Regions from separate parts of the Mus musculus genome. Here regions 1 and 2 are each linked to region 3. A link is a contact called in public Hi-C and HiChIP or PLAC-seq data. All regions are on one chromosome and are shown on one strand. The core of a region is the stretch at or near the end of the contact, and the rest is flanking DNA. Distances in the headings are between cores, read along the strand shown. Region 1 holds the start of Rap1b (RAS related protein 1b). Region 2 overlaps Cpm (carboxypeptidase M). Region 3 holds the start of Cpsf6 (cleavage and polyadenylation specific factor 6).

The links. Hi-C and Micro-C count contacts between places; a contact is called where the count stands out from the background. HiChIP or PLAC-seq counts read pairs in DNA pulled down with a chosen protein or histone mark.
Region 1: a Hi-C map of muscle stem cells shows a contact between it and region 3, with 5 times the contacts expected there. The contact joins the promoter of Rap1b here to the promoter of Cpsf6 in region 3. A contact is called at or near these places in 4 of 39 promoter capture datasets (the 3T3-L1 cell line, 3T3-L1-derived adipocytes, erythroid cells and 1 more), 1 of 484 Hi-C or Micro-C datasets (muscle stem cells), 2 of 115 datasets of contacts at active chromatin or transcription factors (effector CD8 T cells and memory CD8 T cells) and 1 of 9 other capture datasets (liver).
Region 2: a contact with region 3 is called in an H3K4me3 HiChIP or PLAC-seq map of the 230-238 cell line, with 14 read pairs. The contact joins the enhancer-like site here to the promoter of Cpsf6 in region 3. A contact is called at or near these places in 1 of 39 promoter capture datasets (pre-B cells), 1 of 484 Hi-C or Micro-C datasets (B cells), 12 of 115 datasets of contacts at active chromatin or transcription factors (the 230-238 cell line, the SCID.adh cell line, craniofacial prominence and 8 more) and 3 of 9 other capture datasets (adipose tissue, liver and pancreatic islet).

Annotation. Positions count from the first base shown.
Region 1 is chr10:117,842,628-117,847,506 of GRCm38.p6, reverse strand. It overlaps Rap1b (RAS related protein 1b), which reads left to right and starts at 1,533. Exons shown (of 8, transcript NM_024457.2): 1 at 1,533-1,676.
Region 2 is chr10:117,648,161-117,653,278 of GRCm38.p6, reverse strand. All of the region lies in intron 2 of Cpm (carboxypeptidase M), which reads right to left. Among named protein-coding and RNA genes, the nearest start is that of Gm25709, 12 kb to the left of the region's middle. Within about 2 kb of position 1,983, at least 48 of the 459 cell types and tissues checked have an H3K27ac peak or open chromatin away from gene starts, as enhancers often do. A contact at or near this core is called in the 230-238 cell line, B cells, the SCID.adh cell line and 2 more, where this site is marked.
Region 3 is chr10:117,374,502-117,379,528 of GRCm38.p6, reverse strand. Cpsf6 (cleavage and polyadenylation specific factor 6) reads left to right here and starts at 2,556. Exons shown (of 10, transcript NM_001013391.2): 1 at 2,556-2,690. The coding sequence starts at 2,631.

The DNA of each region.
Region 1 (4,879 bases), core at 284-2,783, 470 kb before region 3:
ACAACTAAGTGGAGAGCGACAGAAAATAACCTGTTCACCTCTGGCTTCTGTGTGCCCACAGGCGAGGGCACAAGCGTGCAGAAGCACACACAACTGTCAATTATGGGTTTTTTCTTTTTTTGTTGTTCTAAAGGTTGAACCTACTACACTCGGACACTTGCTAGACAAGTACTGGATCATTAAGCTATGCCCCCCCCCTTTTTTTAACTTCTTGAGAATCTCACAAAACCGTTTAGGTTGGCTTTAACTTACTCTGTGGCCTCAGCAACCTAGAATTTGCAAGGAGCCACCTCCTGCTCAGTCTGCAGAAGAAAGAGGTGTGCTCTTACAGACTGGCATCCTGAGACCCAGCTATAATTCTTTCTTACTCGCTCACTTAACTCAGGTTAGCGTAGTGGTCACGTCTCCATTTCTCTTCTAGGGTTCGTTAAATTTCCAGAATAATTTGTACAGGGAGGGCCAGCTAAATTGCCTACTCCTTTCAGTACTTTCCTCTCAAGTTTTGTTCATCAAAACCTTTTCCCTCGCTGGCAGTGGTGGCGCATGCCTTTAATCCCCAGCACTCCATACGTAGAGGCAGGTGTATCTGAGATGAAAGCCAAGCTGGTCAACATAGCAAGGTCAGGCCAGCCAGGACCACGCAATGAAGAGAGCGTAATCAGAGCAGAAACAAAGTCTTCCAAACAAAGCTCTGATAGCATGATTCTCATATTAAAGGTGATGGTGAGAAAATATTCTAATTACCTAGATCGATGTAAGTTCTTGTGCTCTTTGGAACAAGTCATTTTTGGACAGAGCTTTTCGGAGTCACATCATAGACTGACATCTATGAGTAATCTATAAAGTCATGAAGGCGCCCCAGGCATGCTCTTCCATGAACCAATTATTTTAATTCTATAAACTGTTCACTTAGGCACAGGCCATAAGCATGCTTTGGAATCCTCCATTCGCGAACTGCGTCTGGCAGGGTAATTTGGACAGCTGGCCCTGCTTAACACACCACAGGCTGAAATACTTGTCAAACCTAAAGAAAGGCCATTTGAAAAATGAAAAGCTGCCCTCGCGCTCTGGGAGTGGGAACTGCTGCTCTGTTACTTCCCCAGCACAAAGGACCACGCGAACACCGACGGTCTGGGGGCGTTGGCGACTGTGCACTCGGAGGCCCCGCGAAGGCGTCAGAGGTTTCCAAGCCCCTGAGCTCCCCGTTACCCGCTGGGGTCGAAACGGATGCGCTCCGCTGAGGCTGACACCGATTATGTCGGACAGCCCAGCCAGCGGGGGGCGAGGCCGACCGCAGCAACGAGACGCAGGGCAGGGGAGAAGGGCCACGGCCGGAGCCGGCGACCGAGAGCCGGGGCGAGGCCCACTGCGAGGCGAGCACGACGAGACCCCGCCCCCCTCCGCCAGGGCCCGCCTCGGCCCCGCCCCTTCCCGGGCTGCGCTCCTGCGCGCCCCGCCCGCGGGCGGAAGCGAGAGCGAGGCTGAACGCCTGACGTCAAGGCGACACCGCCAAACCTCGCCCAGAGTCAGGCGTGGAAAGCAGCCCGAGCGGCGGCGGCGGCGGCGACGGCGACGGCGGCAGCGGCAGAGACCGCCGTGGCGCCGGGAGCAGCGACCCGAAGGGAACGCGCGGCGACGGCGAGGGCGACGGCGGCGACCCGGTGACAGCGCGAGAGGTGGGCGCGGGGTGCGTGCGTGGCCGCGAGGCTGGCGGGGGGCCGGGCGCCGGCTGAGGGGAGAGGTGGGGTGCGGCGCGGACCGGGCGGGGCAGCCCGATGGCCCCCGCGGCGGCGAGGGTGGCCCGGGCGCGCGGCAGGTGGCTGGCGGGGGGCCCCCCGAGTCCCTCGCTCGCTTCGGCGGGGCGCGCCGCCTCGGGGCGGCCGGGGAGGAACCGCGGCCGCGGCGGGGGAGCAGCGCGCTTTGCGGAAGGGGTCAAATGTCTGAAATATGGCGGAGGAAGTGAGCGCCCGAGGAGCCCCCACCCGCCTGCCCGAGGCCCCCGCAGCCTTCCCCGCCGCGCCCCGCTCCCCGCCTCGGCGGTGGGTGGAAGTTAGAGCGGAAACCAGAAAGTTGTCCTCTGCGGACACCCGGGCTTCTCCCAGCCCGGGGCCGGGCGGGCGGAGCAGCGTCGCGAGGGGGGGCGGGGGGACCACTCCCCGGCGCCCCGCGGGCTCGAGCCTGACAGGGAAAAAGTTTGCCCGGATCGGGGCTGGCTTGCTTCATTTGTTGCGGGAAGTGGCAGGAGGAAGGCAGCGGAGCGAGCCCCACCTAGTCTGGCAGCCGCCACCGTGCAGAGGGAAAAAAAAAATGTTAAAGGGGCCTTTCCTTCGTCAGCAAGAGGAAATCTCTTTTTCTCTTGCAGAGAGAAAAATCCAGGAAGTTTGTCCTCTTCTCCTTTTTTTTTTTTTTTTCTTTTCGCCATCTCGAGGTGTCTGATTCTGAAACTGACTTATCAGCGCCGTGAATTTGGGAACTAGGCCCTCGGGATTTTCCTTGGGGTGGAGGGGGGCGGGAGGAGAAGATGCCTTTGGAAGAAACATCTTCGCTTAAGAGTTTTGAGCAGATGGGATTGCTTTCCTTTCGCTTGCCCCCTCCCACCCCCCAATGCTTTAGAAAGATATTTTGGCCCTGCGACTCTCGACTCGTGTGCATACAAGCACTTCTTTATTACAGTAATAGGAACTCACATTTTTTTTTTTTACTAAGTTGAAAGTTGACATTACGATGCAGGCTGGACTTTTCAATATTTTAAAAATCAATTGAGTCTCGTTGAAATGTTTGCTTTGCTGGCAGTGTGTATTAATATATACCGAGTGCCTCTAGCTTGTAAATTCATTTTTTTTTCAGTTTTCTTTTGTATAATTAGAACGTTGTCGAGACTTGCCTGAAAGGAGTTTATCTTAGCAAGAAGTAACTTAATTGAATGGAGAAATTCTTTTAATTTAAAGCCCTTACCACTCTTAAAGCCTGATATGAAGTCAGTGTATTAAGTCATAATAGAGTCATGGGGCTTTTTAGGGCCGGAAAGAGACTCTTTAAATCATCTGGTCCCACCCTGTCGTTTCATGAGGAGGAAACTAAGGCCTAAAATAGATAACCAATTACCTGAGTCTGCTGATTTGTAAAGCCGTGGTCTATCCATAAAGGACAATCCACAGGAAGCAATGTGACTTTTTTTTTTTTTTAATTGTGAATTACATCTTGGTAGAGATTATTGGTCCCATTATGCTCTCTTCTCCAAGAGTGCCATAGTTAGCTAAATGGTATGGAATACGTCAACCCCTTAGGTAGTTTCATCCCCTGGTTTTGGTTAGAGGAAGTTAATACTCCGAGGAGGAAATAATTTTAACTTAGAGACACAGAATCCCAAATGACAGTCTTGTTTGATATCCATACTTTTAATCTCTGTAGTACATTATATTCCCTTGTACTTTCTTGTTTGACACAGAAGTTCAGTGACCTTATCTGTGGAAGCTGCAAAGTAAAATCAAAAGGACATATAGTTGCTTGTGCTATAATGTATCGAACCTCAGATTAACATCTGAAGGGCCCCATGCTAAGCCGGCTTAATTTTTAGTCTGTGGTCTGGGACACAGAAATGATGAACGTGTCTTTCTTCTTTTTCTGTCTGTCTTACCACTGTTCTTTCCGTGGCTTGTATCACTTCCTGTCTTCTGTTACTGTTGTGTGTGTTTCTCTGTTCTACCAAGTTGTAAGGTCCAAGGAAGGGGTAGATTTCTTCTGCATGCCTCAAATGACTAGCATGTCGCTGTTACATAGACACTCAGATGAAAGTTCAGTAGAGTTCATTGAACACACCATGAGAATAGGAATTCTGCTTTACTCTTAGTCCCTAGCATTTTACCTGGGCACATAGTGATGTTTGGGACTTAATTCAGAGACTAAAGAGAACAGTGTAATCATTTTAAAAAGAATTAAACATTTTCTTTGGGAATCTCTCACTTTCCACGTTGATCATTTTATCATTGGTCATTTATAATGATTCCAGTATTTTCTTTTGACCTATACAGGGAAAGTGAGCCCTCCCACTAAAGAGCCTATAAGAGTAACAAGTTGAAATAAAGAATCCTTTTTAAAAGATTTATTTATATGAGTACACTGTAGCTGTCTTCAGACACACCAGAAGAAGGCATCAAATCCCATTACAGATGGTTGTGAGCCACCATGTGGTTGCTAGGAGTTGAACTCAGAACCTCTGGAAGAGCAGTCAGTGCTCTTAACTGCTGAACCATCTCTCCAGCCCTTTTTGTTTGGTTTGTTTTGTTTGTTGTTTGTTTGTTTGTTTTGAGACAGGGTTTCTCTGTGTAGCCCTGGATGTCCTGGAACTTACTCTGTAGACCAGGCTGGCCTCGAATTCAGAAATCCACCTGCCTCTGCCTCCCAAGTGCTGGGATTAAAGGCGTGCACCACCACCACTGCCCCCTTTTTTTAAAGTGGTGCGAGGCATGGTATTTTGCAGCTGTGATCCCAGCAGTTAAGATTGAAGCAGGAGAATTGCCATAAATTTAAGGCTAGCCTGGGCTAGTGAAACCTGGTCTATAAATAAATATATGAATAACTTGATCTATGTACGTAAAGGTCTTTGAAGAACTTAGTGCTTATGCAGAGATTGATAACATATAACTGTATGTGCTGTTTTACATGTAAAGTCTTAAGATTGGCATGGGAAGCTTATGTTCAGCTCTTAGGTATGTAATAGTTATGGAAAAATTAACGCGTGACAACAGACAGAACTTAGCTGATCTTACGTCCACCTCCCAAGTATAGTTTACATTTGGCATTTTATAATTGAATGTCAAGGAGATCTCATTGATTTACATGTGTCATTCCCAGAAAATAAAGTGTTCAAGGTTAGTTT
Region 2 (5,118 bases), core at 734-3,233, 270 kb before region 3:
TTCTGTTTCAATGATGTCAGGCAGGTCGGATCCAGGATGTACTAACCAACCAGCCTCCAAAGATACAACATGAAGGACAGTGGGCAGCCCGAGAAACAGCTTTAAGATAATGGTAGTGATTGACTGGTGGTCAAGATATTAAGCTAGTTAACAGTGGTCACTATGCAGCTCAGGGCTCCAAAGGACCAGGTCCTGTCCTGACCCACAGGACTAGGGTCGTTACTGTTTGATCAGGACCTCTTTTTTTTTTAATTTTTAGATTTATTTATTTATTTATTTATTTATTTATTTATTTATTTATTTATTATATGTAAGTACACTGTAGCTGTCTTCAGACACTCCAGAAGAGGGAGTCAGATCTCCTTATGGATGGTTGTGAGCCACCATGTGGTTGCTGGGATTTGAACTCAGGACCTTCGGAAGAGCAGTCGGGTGCTCTTACCCACTGAGCCATCTCACCAGCCCCCCGATCAGGACCTCTTATTTTTAAAAGAGTATATGCTTAAAAACAAACAAACTTCTTTTTAAATTAAAGCAATTACATCATTTCTTCTTCTGCTTCTTCAGAACCTCTAAGCCCTCCCCACCGTATTTTATCTCAAATTCATGGCCTCTTTTTCTTTGATCAATATTAAAATTCTACCATGCTTATATGTGTATCGTTTCACTTGATATGTATACCATATCACTTGGTATTAGATAACCGACAGGGGCTCCTCCTTAGGGAAGACTATTTTTCTCATTCTCAGCCTTCTTAGGTTGTCTGTAGTTCCTGTCCAGCAGTGTTGCTCAGTAAGGTTCCCCCCTTTCAAGTTCGAGTGTCTCTTGGTGTCATCCTTGTCTAGGTCTTATCTAGGCAACCATATTGCTGAGATTTCATGGGTACTGTTTCCCATCTCAAAGCACGTTTCTCATTCCTCCAGCTCTTACAATCTTTCTGCCCCCTCTTCTTCAATGATTCCCAAGCCTTGCATGCAGGAGTTGCCATAGAGATGTATTGGGGCCGGGCACCACAGGCTCCCTTGTTCTCTGCACTCTGGTTGGTTGTGGTTTTCTGTAACGGTCTCCATCTGTTGCAAAGTGGAGTGTCTTTGATGATGCATTGCTTCCTTGCCAGTTCTGACTACAATCTCAACTATTTGATTTGACGACTGCTTGTGTTCTGTTCTGTTGAATTCTTCTCTTGGGGGATCGCAAGAACTGAGAGACTACCGTGGAAGCTGAGACCAGAAGAAACTGGGGGATCTCCCTCCCCATGGCAGTGATGTCGTGGTCCTTCTAGTTTGACTGGTGTTCCTCTCTGTTCTCTCTCCCCCTCCCCCATCTCTCTCATTACTATAGTGAGGGACAGAGACTTGCACGCCACAGTGCATGAACATGCAGAGGATATGGGCAACCGTGTGGGGGTGGTCTCCCTCCACCTTTCATGGGACCCAGAGGTGGAGCTCTGGTTTCTAGGCTCACAGGGCAAGTCCCTTTACCTGCTGAGCCATCTCACCAGCTGCCCACTGGCGTTCTTATTTCAGACTGGTGTCTATAGGTGCAAACTGTTCTAATTTATGACTAGGTTCATTTCAAGCCACTAATCCTCCCCTGAAAAAGTGTGTATTTGGGGTCTGCCCATCCTTGTTGATATTTATTTTTATTAGAAGAACTTTAACTTGCAAGTTTCCCTGGAAGCTGCTCTGAAGAGGAACCCGACTATTCTTGCGTTCCTCCTTCCTGAGTTTGGGCCATAAAGTCTTTCACTCTAAGGTCAGGCAAGCCAGAGTCTTGAATGAAGGCTGGTGAACTTCCAGAACAAGCAGGGAGTCTAAAGTTGCCAAAATGCGATTCCTTTAAGGACCAACTTAGAACACTCGATGGATTACGAAAGATGGACTTCTTTTTTTTGTTTTGTTTTGTTTTTCTGGATTGTGTTTGCAGTGCCTAGGAAGGAACCAGAGTCACGTGCATGTGAGGTAAGCACCCCATCACTGAGCCACACCCCATCACTGAGCCACACCCCATCACTGAGCCACACCCCATCACTGAGCCACATCTCCATCACTGAGCCACACCCCATCACTGAGCCACATCTCCATCACTGAGCCACACCCCATCACTGAGCCACATCTCCATCACTGAGCCACACCCCATCACTGAGCCACATCTCCATCACTGAGCCACACCCCATCACTGAGCCACACCCCATCACTGAGGCATATCTCCATCACTGAGCCACATCTCCATCTCCATCCTTGTTTGTTTTTGAGACAACAAACTGTCATTGTGCAGCTCAGACTGGCCTGGTCCCCGGAACCCTCGTGCCTCTCCCCACAGTGCTGAGGTTATAGGCATCCACCATCGTGACTTGTGCCCTTCTTCCATCTTGATCTCTATCTAAGTAGATCACTTGTTTGGTAAGTACGTCAAACCTGTATCAGGGTGGCACGCCATCTGCCTCCAAACAGCATCTTTGATCCCTTTGATCCTGCACAGTTAGTTAGGCACGGCACATTCCTGAATGAAGCGCACTGGATCTAAACCTGCACTGCCAGCCTCAAGAACCTGCTGTCACTTGTTAGCCATGTGACGTGTGACAAGATGCTTCATCTCCTTGATCACTTTCCTTATCGATGTTGGGGGATTAAGAGAATTAGTACTTCATGGAGTTGTGCTACTTCACCTAATCCTCCTGATCCTTGAAACACTGCGAGTAAGCTGTCCTTAGCGTGCTCAAGGCTGTGAGTTCGAGTTCCAGCACCACACAAGGGAGAGCAACTATAACAAACGCAGCAAAACCACAGTAAGCACGAGCTTGTTAAAAGACAAAGTTCAGGGCTGGAGAGATGGCTCAGCGGTTAAGAGCACTGACTGCTCTTCCAGGGGTCCTGAGTTCAAATCCCAGCAACCACATGGTAGCTTGAAATCATCTATAAAAGGTGATTCAATGCCCTTTTCTGGTACATCTGGAGACAGTGTACTCATATCATAAAATAAATAAGTAGACTCTCCTGTATAGTGCCTCCGAGCAATTAAGGTAAGGTATCCAGTATAAACAGCGTCTGAATCATATGATGGAGACCTTGGCCAGCAGTCAGCGGAACCACGCATGCCAAAGGAAATCTGCCCTTCAGTTTGAATAGACCAACACTCACGGAAGTGCACAAGAAGGAAAATAGAGGGGGCTGTTCTTTAAGAAACGTGTTTTTCCAAAGGCCTTAACAAAACAAATATTGCAAGATATTTCACACCTCTTGGTCAACTGAATTTACACTTTAAACTCATCCAGAATTTCCAGGGCGTGATGCCCAACCTAGAAGAGGTGAGCACACATCACTGGGAGGGCGGGGCCGGAAGATAAGTCACCCTACTGGCTGTGTTGGGCCACTAGTCACAAACATCTTACAACACTTTCTCACCTGGCCTGCTTCTGAAGCGATGGAGGTGACCTTGCAGATTTAATGATCTCAATGCTAATGAGGCGGGAAGCCCAAGCCGAGAGCTTGTAGATAGGAGGTGGCTCATTAGGAACTATTAGGAAAGTTGGGTCAATATGAACTGGTCAACGTGGACACAAAGCAAAGGGATTGTCCTAGATTATGAGGCTGGAGAGATGGCTCATGGGGTAAGAGCACTGCCTGCTTTTCCAGAGGACGTCCATTCCCAAGACCCACATGGCTACTCAAGACTGTCTGAACTCCGATTCCAGAGCATCCAACACCCTCTTCTGGCCTTCACAGGGCACGCACATAGGAGTACACAGACATACATATAGGCAAATACCCATAAAATTAAAAAAAATAATCCTGACAGAAAAAGTTTCAAAAGCACTGTTAGAACCACACAAAACCTTAATAATGCAGGATGCTGTTTGTTATTATTGAACTGTTATATTGTGTTTCTTAGTTTAAAGATGATACATTGTGACTAGGTGGAAGCTACGTTTAGAAGGAGACATGTGCTAAAATATTTAAGGGGATGCACACACTATTTACTGCTTCTAATAATTCAGCAAAATCAATAAAGCTCAGCCAAGCGGTGGTGGCTCCCACCTTTAATAGCAGCATGGCAGAGGCAGAGGCAGAGGCAGAGGCAGAGGCAGAGGCAGAGGCAGAGGCAGAGGCAGAGGCAGAGGCAGAGGCAGAGGCAGAGGCAGAGGCAGAGGCAGATCTCTGAGTCTGAGGCCTCCTGCTTTACAAAGTGAGTTTCCAGACAACCAGGGCTACACAGAGAAGATCTGTCTCAAAAAAACAAAACAAAAACAAACAAACAAAAAAAACCCAAAAAAACAAAAACAAAAAGAAAAGAAAAGAAAAAAAATCAATAGAACTCATAAGAGACAAAGTAGATTTGACAAAAAAATATTAACATGGGGTGGGTCTGTGTGACATTTGGTACTTTTGCCTTTTTTCCTATAGGGCTAAAAATAAACAAAAGGTTTGAGGAATCATGAAAGAGAAAAGATGGGAGAATATACGTGCCTAGGCCACGTCTGATAATCCAGGACACAGAAAGAACTCTGGAGACTTGACATGAAGAAGTCCAATCACTCGGCAGGTGTGGTGACACATTCCTATAAATCCCAGACTTTGGGGTCAGAGACAAGAGGATCAGGAGCTTGAGACAGCTCCTCAGCCACACAGGAAACTTGAAATCCTGGACTGCATGAGACCATGTGCGATGGTTTGAATATGTTTGAATATGCTTGGCCCAGGGAGTGGCCCTGTTGGAGTAGGTGTGTCACTGTGGGTGTGGGCTTTAATACCCCTGTCCTAGCTGCCTGGAAGCCAGTATCCTGCTAGCAGCCTTCAGATGAAGATGTAGAACTCTCAGTTCCTGCACCATGCCTGCCTGGATGCTGCCATGCTTCCCACCTTGATAATAATGGACTGAACCTCTGAACCTATAAGCCAGCCCCAGTTAAGTGCTGTCCTTAAGAGTTGCCTTGGTCATGGTGTCTGTTTACATTAGTAAAACCCTAACTAAGACACTATGTCTCAAAATAAAGCACATGGCTAAAAAGTGAGTCAAAGATTTTGTAGATACCTCACCAAGAAAATTACGCAAAGGCCAGGTGATTAACATAAGAATTAAGAGAACCCCGTGTCACTAATGGGGCAATCCCAGCCTCTT
Region 3 (5,027 bases), core at 1,307-3,806:
TAGTCTTGAGACAAAAAGATTTTAGAACCTCCATCAAGAAATTGAGATGAAGTCGGGTGGTGGTGGCACACGCCTTTAATCCCACCAGAGGCAGAGGCAGAGGCAGGCGGATTTCTGAGTTTGAGGCCAGCTTGGTCTACAAAGTGAGTTCCAGGACAGCCAGGGCTATACAGAGAAACCCTGTCTCGAAAAACAAAACAAAAATAAACCCAAAAAACAAAAAACAAAAAACAAAAAAAAAAAAAAAAGAAAAGAGGGTAGTAGAGGCAGAGAAAGGCAGAGAGATGGAGAGAGGTAGAGGCTGGCCATGGCCACGTGAAGGGGGTGGGGGAGGGAAGGGAATGGGGAGAGAGGCAAGAGTAAGTGAGTAAGAGACAAAAGAAGCAAGAGCCACAAATATTTTAAATTTTGAAAATTGCTAAGTAAAAAGGTACTCTGAAGTTACAATTGAAAAAAAATGGAAACATTTTATTTATTTATTTATTTATTTATTTATTTATTTATTTATTTATTTAGGTCTTTTTGAGACAGGGTCCTTCTGTGTAGCCCTGGCTGTCCTGGAACAACTCACTCTGTAGATCAGGCAGGCCTCGAACTTTGGAGACCCCAACTGCCTCATCCTCCCGAATGCCACCACTGCCTGACATCAAAACATTCTTAAGATAGTGTGTGAGCAATCACCTGGCAGAGAAGTAGAAAGGATGGGGCCTCTATAGTAAGAGTGAGTCTGCTGTTGAGGGAATTATCAGATCTCAAAATGTAGCTGAGGGATAAAGCTGAGTTTTTGACTATTTTGGTTCTGGTTTTTGAGACAAGAATTTCTCTGTGTAGCCCTGGGACCACCGCTACTCAGCATTCATTTGACTTTTTTTTTTTTTTCCTTTCCCTGAGACAGGGTTTCTCTTTGTGGCCCTTGATCTGGAACTCACGCTGTAGACCAGGCTGGCCTCGAACTCAGAAATCTGCCTGCCTCTGCCTCCCAAGTGCTGGGATTAAAGGCGTGGGCCATCATTGCCCCGCATGCATTTGACCTCTAAGTAAACAAAATTTAGAGTCTAGGATTTTTCAACAGCGGTGGCCATCGTTAAGTCCCGTTTGTACCGTGGTCAATAGCGCTGGATTCTCTTCCGGGGTCAGGGTCTGATTCCCAGCACCCATGTAGTGGTTCATAAACCTGTCTAATACCAGTCTTAGTCGACTGATGTCCTTTTTTGCGCGCTCCCAGGACACTGCACACATGTGTAGTACACAGACTGTATGCAGGCAAAACACCCCGATGTATAAAAAAGGAATTTAAAGAAATGTTTATTCAGATTAAGAGATTAGTCTCTGTGACTGCAACCAAGATTTTACAGACATCTCAAGCATAGATGTTTCTTTAGGTTTTTGATGATTTCAGACCAGTCTGCATCTGGTATTTTTGTTATTATTATTATTTTGGTTATTGTTTTGCTTTTTTGTTAATTTGTTTGGCAGGGTGGGGCTGGAAGTGAGAGCAGTCAGAGGTGCTGAGTAGATCAGAGGACTACTTAAGAGGATTTGGTTCGGTTCTCTCTACGCTCCTTGAGAGCGCTGTGGGAACTGAATTTATATCAAGCACACAGGCAGCTGAGTGACCTGGTGAGTTTTTGAACGGGAAGGAAAGAAATAGGTGGAGCCGTTGGAAATGGAGAGAGATCTCTGAATCATATATCGGCGTCAAAAGGTGTGCACTTTTACGAGCCATGTAACCCCAGTTAAATAACTTATGCTCTACGAGTCCTTAGTTCTCTCATCTGTAAAACGGGATGTTTGGACCTCAAGCCACCGTTTTAATTTCCCTTCTAGCTCAGCATTCTGAATCCAGGAGTTCGTTGATTTAGGATACATCTGCTCTGTTGTACGTGCTCTAAAAATGAGGATAGAATCCTTTGAACGATGGCTGGAGAAAACCTACAACAGAGATAAAAAGGTAAAAGCAAGGGCAATGGGGGAGGAAGGGGGAAGAGGAGGATGTGAAGGAAGGAGCGGAAAAGATGCTTACAACTGCATAAAGATAAGAGATGCAAATATGCTATATGCAAATAACTCAAAAAATTCAGTTGTCTGAAGAAGCAAGAATAAGACATTGGCCAGGACATCATATCTCGCTTTTAATTGCGTACACATAACTCTCATCTCTCGAAACCTTGGAAGCAAAAAAAAAAAAAAAAAGTAGGAAAAAAATGAAAACGCAAATATATAAATATCTATCTCTCTCTATATAGATGTATATATATCTATATCTCTCACTAGATAGATCTCTCATCTATAGATATGTAGATAGATAAATAGTGCCAGAAGCAGTTTGAAAAGACAGTCTCTGAAAACAAGCGGGTTCCATGGCATGCGGTATGGCGGGGTAGCACAGGAAATCACGCCCCTGCCCCAGCCGCGGCTTAATCCTGCACACAAAGGAACGAGTTAGCGCCTCGGAACCGCCGCGGACCTTCGGCGGGGTCCCCCGTCACCAGCAGCGGGCCGCTGCGCCCTGGTCTCCGCCCCTCGGAAGTGACGTAGGGCGCCCCGCCCCCACCGCCAGATCCGCTGCTGCTGCCTCGGCGGGCCGACCTGCAGGAGGCGGCGGCGGCGGCGGCCGAGGCCGAGGGAAGATGGCGGACGGTGTGGACCACATAGACATTTACGCGGATGTGGGTGAAGAGTTCAACCAGGTACGTGAGGGTCCGGGCTCCGCCGCCGCCGCCGCCGCAGACTGTGCCGCGGCCCGGACGCCCGGCTGACCAGGGCCGCCGCGGGCCGCGAGCCGGCTTCGCTGCAGACCGTGCGCCCTTGGCGCCTCCGGGCCGCGCCGCCGTGCGCGACGGCCCCTCAGCCCTTGTTCTCGCGCGTCGTTTTGCGGGCCGCGGGGCTCTGGAGCGCGGGGCCCGGTCGCCCTGCAGCCGCCCGCCCGGTTCCTCCGGACGGTCTCCCGCTCCATTGTTGGCTCGGTGGCGGGCGCTTCCCGCCGAGCTAGGCCGCGTGTGCGGGGCGGGGAGAACGGGCCGCCGCGCCCCCTCCCCCGCGGCCGGCCAGAGGGGAAGCCCTGGCCCGGCCGCGCGCTCGCCCGCCGCCTCCATCCCGGCCCTGCCGCCTCGGGTTCCGATTCCTCCTCCCGCCGCTCCATTTTGTGTCTCTGTCCGCGCACGGTCGCCTCATGGAAGGCCGCGTTCACAGCCCTTTGTATCCCGCGCGCCCGCTCTCCCTGGGCTCCCGCTCGCCTTTGCGACGGGTTTCGGCGTGGCGCCCGGTTCCTTGCTCGCCGGTCCCCTTAAGGGAAGGCTGCTTAGGTTTGGTTCCATCCGCAACAAGTCATCTGACTTTTGGAGCCACCGATCGCATTTAAAAGTCGGTGCGTCGGCCCGCCTTGGTCATCGAGGGTTTGCAGTGCCTCCGAGGCCCAGTCCTTGGCCTTTGTGAAGCGAAATATCGGAGAGGATAAATGGCTTGCGCCAAAGACTTGGGAGCGCGGTGGCTGGACAGAACAAAAAAGATGGTGGTATCCTAGCTTAACAGACCGGAGAGACTGAAAGGGAGACCGGCCACTCGGAATCGGAATCCTGGGTAGCGTGCCTGACAAGTCGTTGTGAACGTGACTGTAGTTTGAAAGCGAAGTGTTTGCCCTGTGGGCTCGACTTCACGGTTTGAAAGGCTGGAGAAAGTGAGACGTGTAAGGTTTTCCGGTCTCACCCGCCTGGGATGCCTAGAACCAGCGTCTCATGATGAATAAATATCCTTGGAAGGGTCTGCTTGCCAGGGTTTGGATCGTCTAGCCTCTTACTGCCCTCTAAATATTTTTTTTTTTTTAGTGCATTTCCTATATTCACGGTTTTCAAATTTACACCCCACCATATTAAAAAATTCTAAGGTACGGATGAGAACCTGAATAAAATGCCATTGGTTTGTATGGCGTTTTCCCTCCATTGTTTATGACTAGGGATATAAGACTTGAACGAAACAGTGAAAACTCTTAAATCCTTACTGCTTCGTTTTTCAAGAATGACTGTGCTTTTGGCTTAAATGTTAGAAAAGAAAAGCAAATTGTCGTAGGATTTTAATTACTGCTGACAGAGTTTCTCTGTGTAGCCCTGGCTGTTCTGGAACTCATTCTGTAGTCGAGGCTGGCCTCGAACTCAGAGAGATCCGCCTGCCTCTGCCTCTGCCTCTGCCTTCCGAGTGCCTGGAGAGGTTAAACTTTTTTGACCTCAACGAGGAACTACTTTGTAGGCCTCTTTTTTATAACTGTAGCTTTTCGTTGACTTGGTACTTTTAGCATTGTATCTAATACGTGGTTGTGTACTTTTACAAGTAAAATCTTTGTAGGTTTAAGTAGATTAATTGGGAGATTTAAGTAACTTTTCCCAAAATACCTTGTTTGCAGCTCTGGATACTGAATGAACCCAGGGCTTTGCACATCTGGCTAAGCATTCGACCCTGAGCTATAGCCTCGCTCCGGAGGCATTACTTGTTACTGTTTTCTTCGTATAATTGACTTTTATGATTTGCTTGCTCTGAATTTTGAACAAGAAAAGTAGCCACAGAAAGGTTGCCAGTTATCTTAAGATTTGTTATATTTTCTGTGTTACTGTCATTGATTACCCTATCATTCTGAGATTCTACCAGAATTAAAAGCAACAACAAAATTATTTATTGATTTAATTTTCTGGTCCCTCCCTCCCTCCCTCCCTCCCTCCCTCCCTCCCTCCTTTTTGTTAGGTTTTGTTTTTGGGTCCCCCCCTAGTCCCCCAGTCTTGTAGCTTTGTTGACTTAGAACTTATTGTGTATCCCAGGTTTACTTTTTTTTTTTTTTTTTAATTTATGATTGCACCACCTGCTGCCTCCCCCTCCCCAGTGCTTGGATTGTAGCCTGTGTCTGGCTCCTTTTTCCCTCCTTACCCTTACCGTTGGGAGTTTGCACTCAGGTCTTTGCACATGCTAGGCACTTTACTCCTCTGCAACATCCCTAGTAATCTGGTCTCTCTTAATAGATGGTAACCTTATTTCTACTCGCT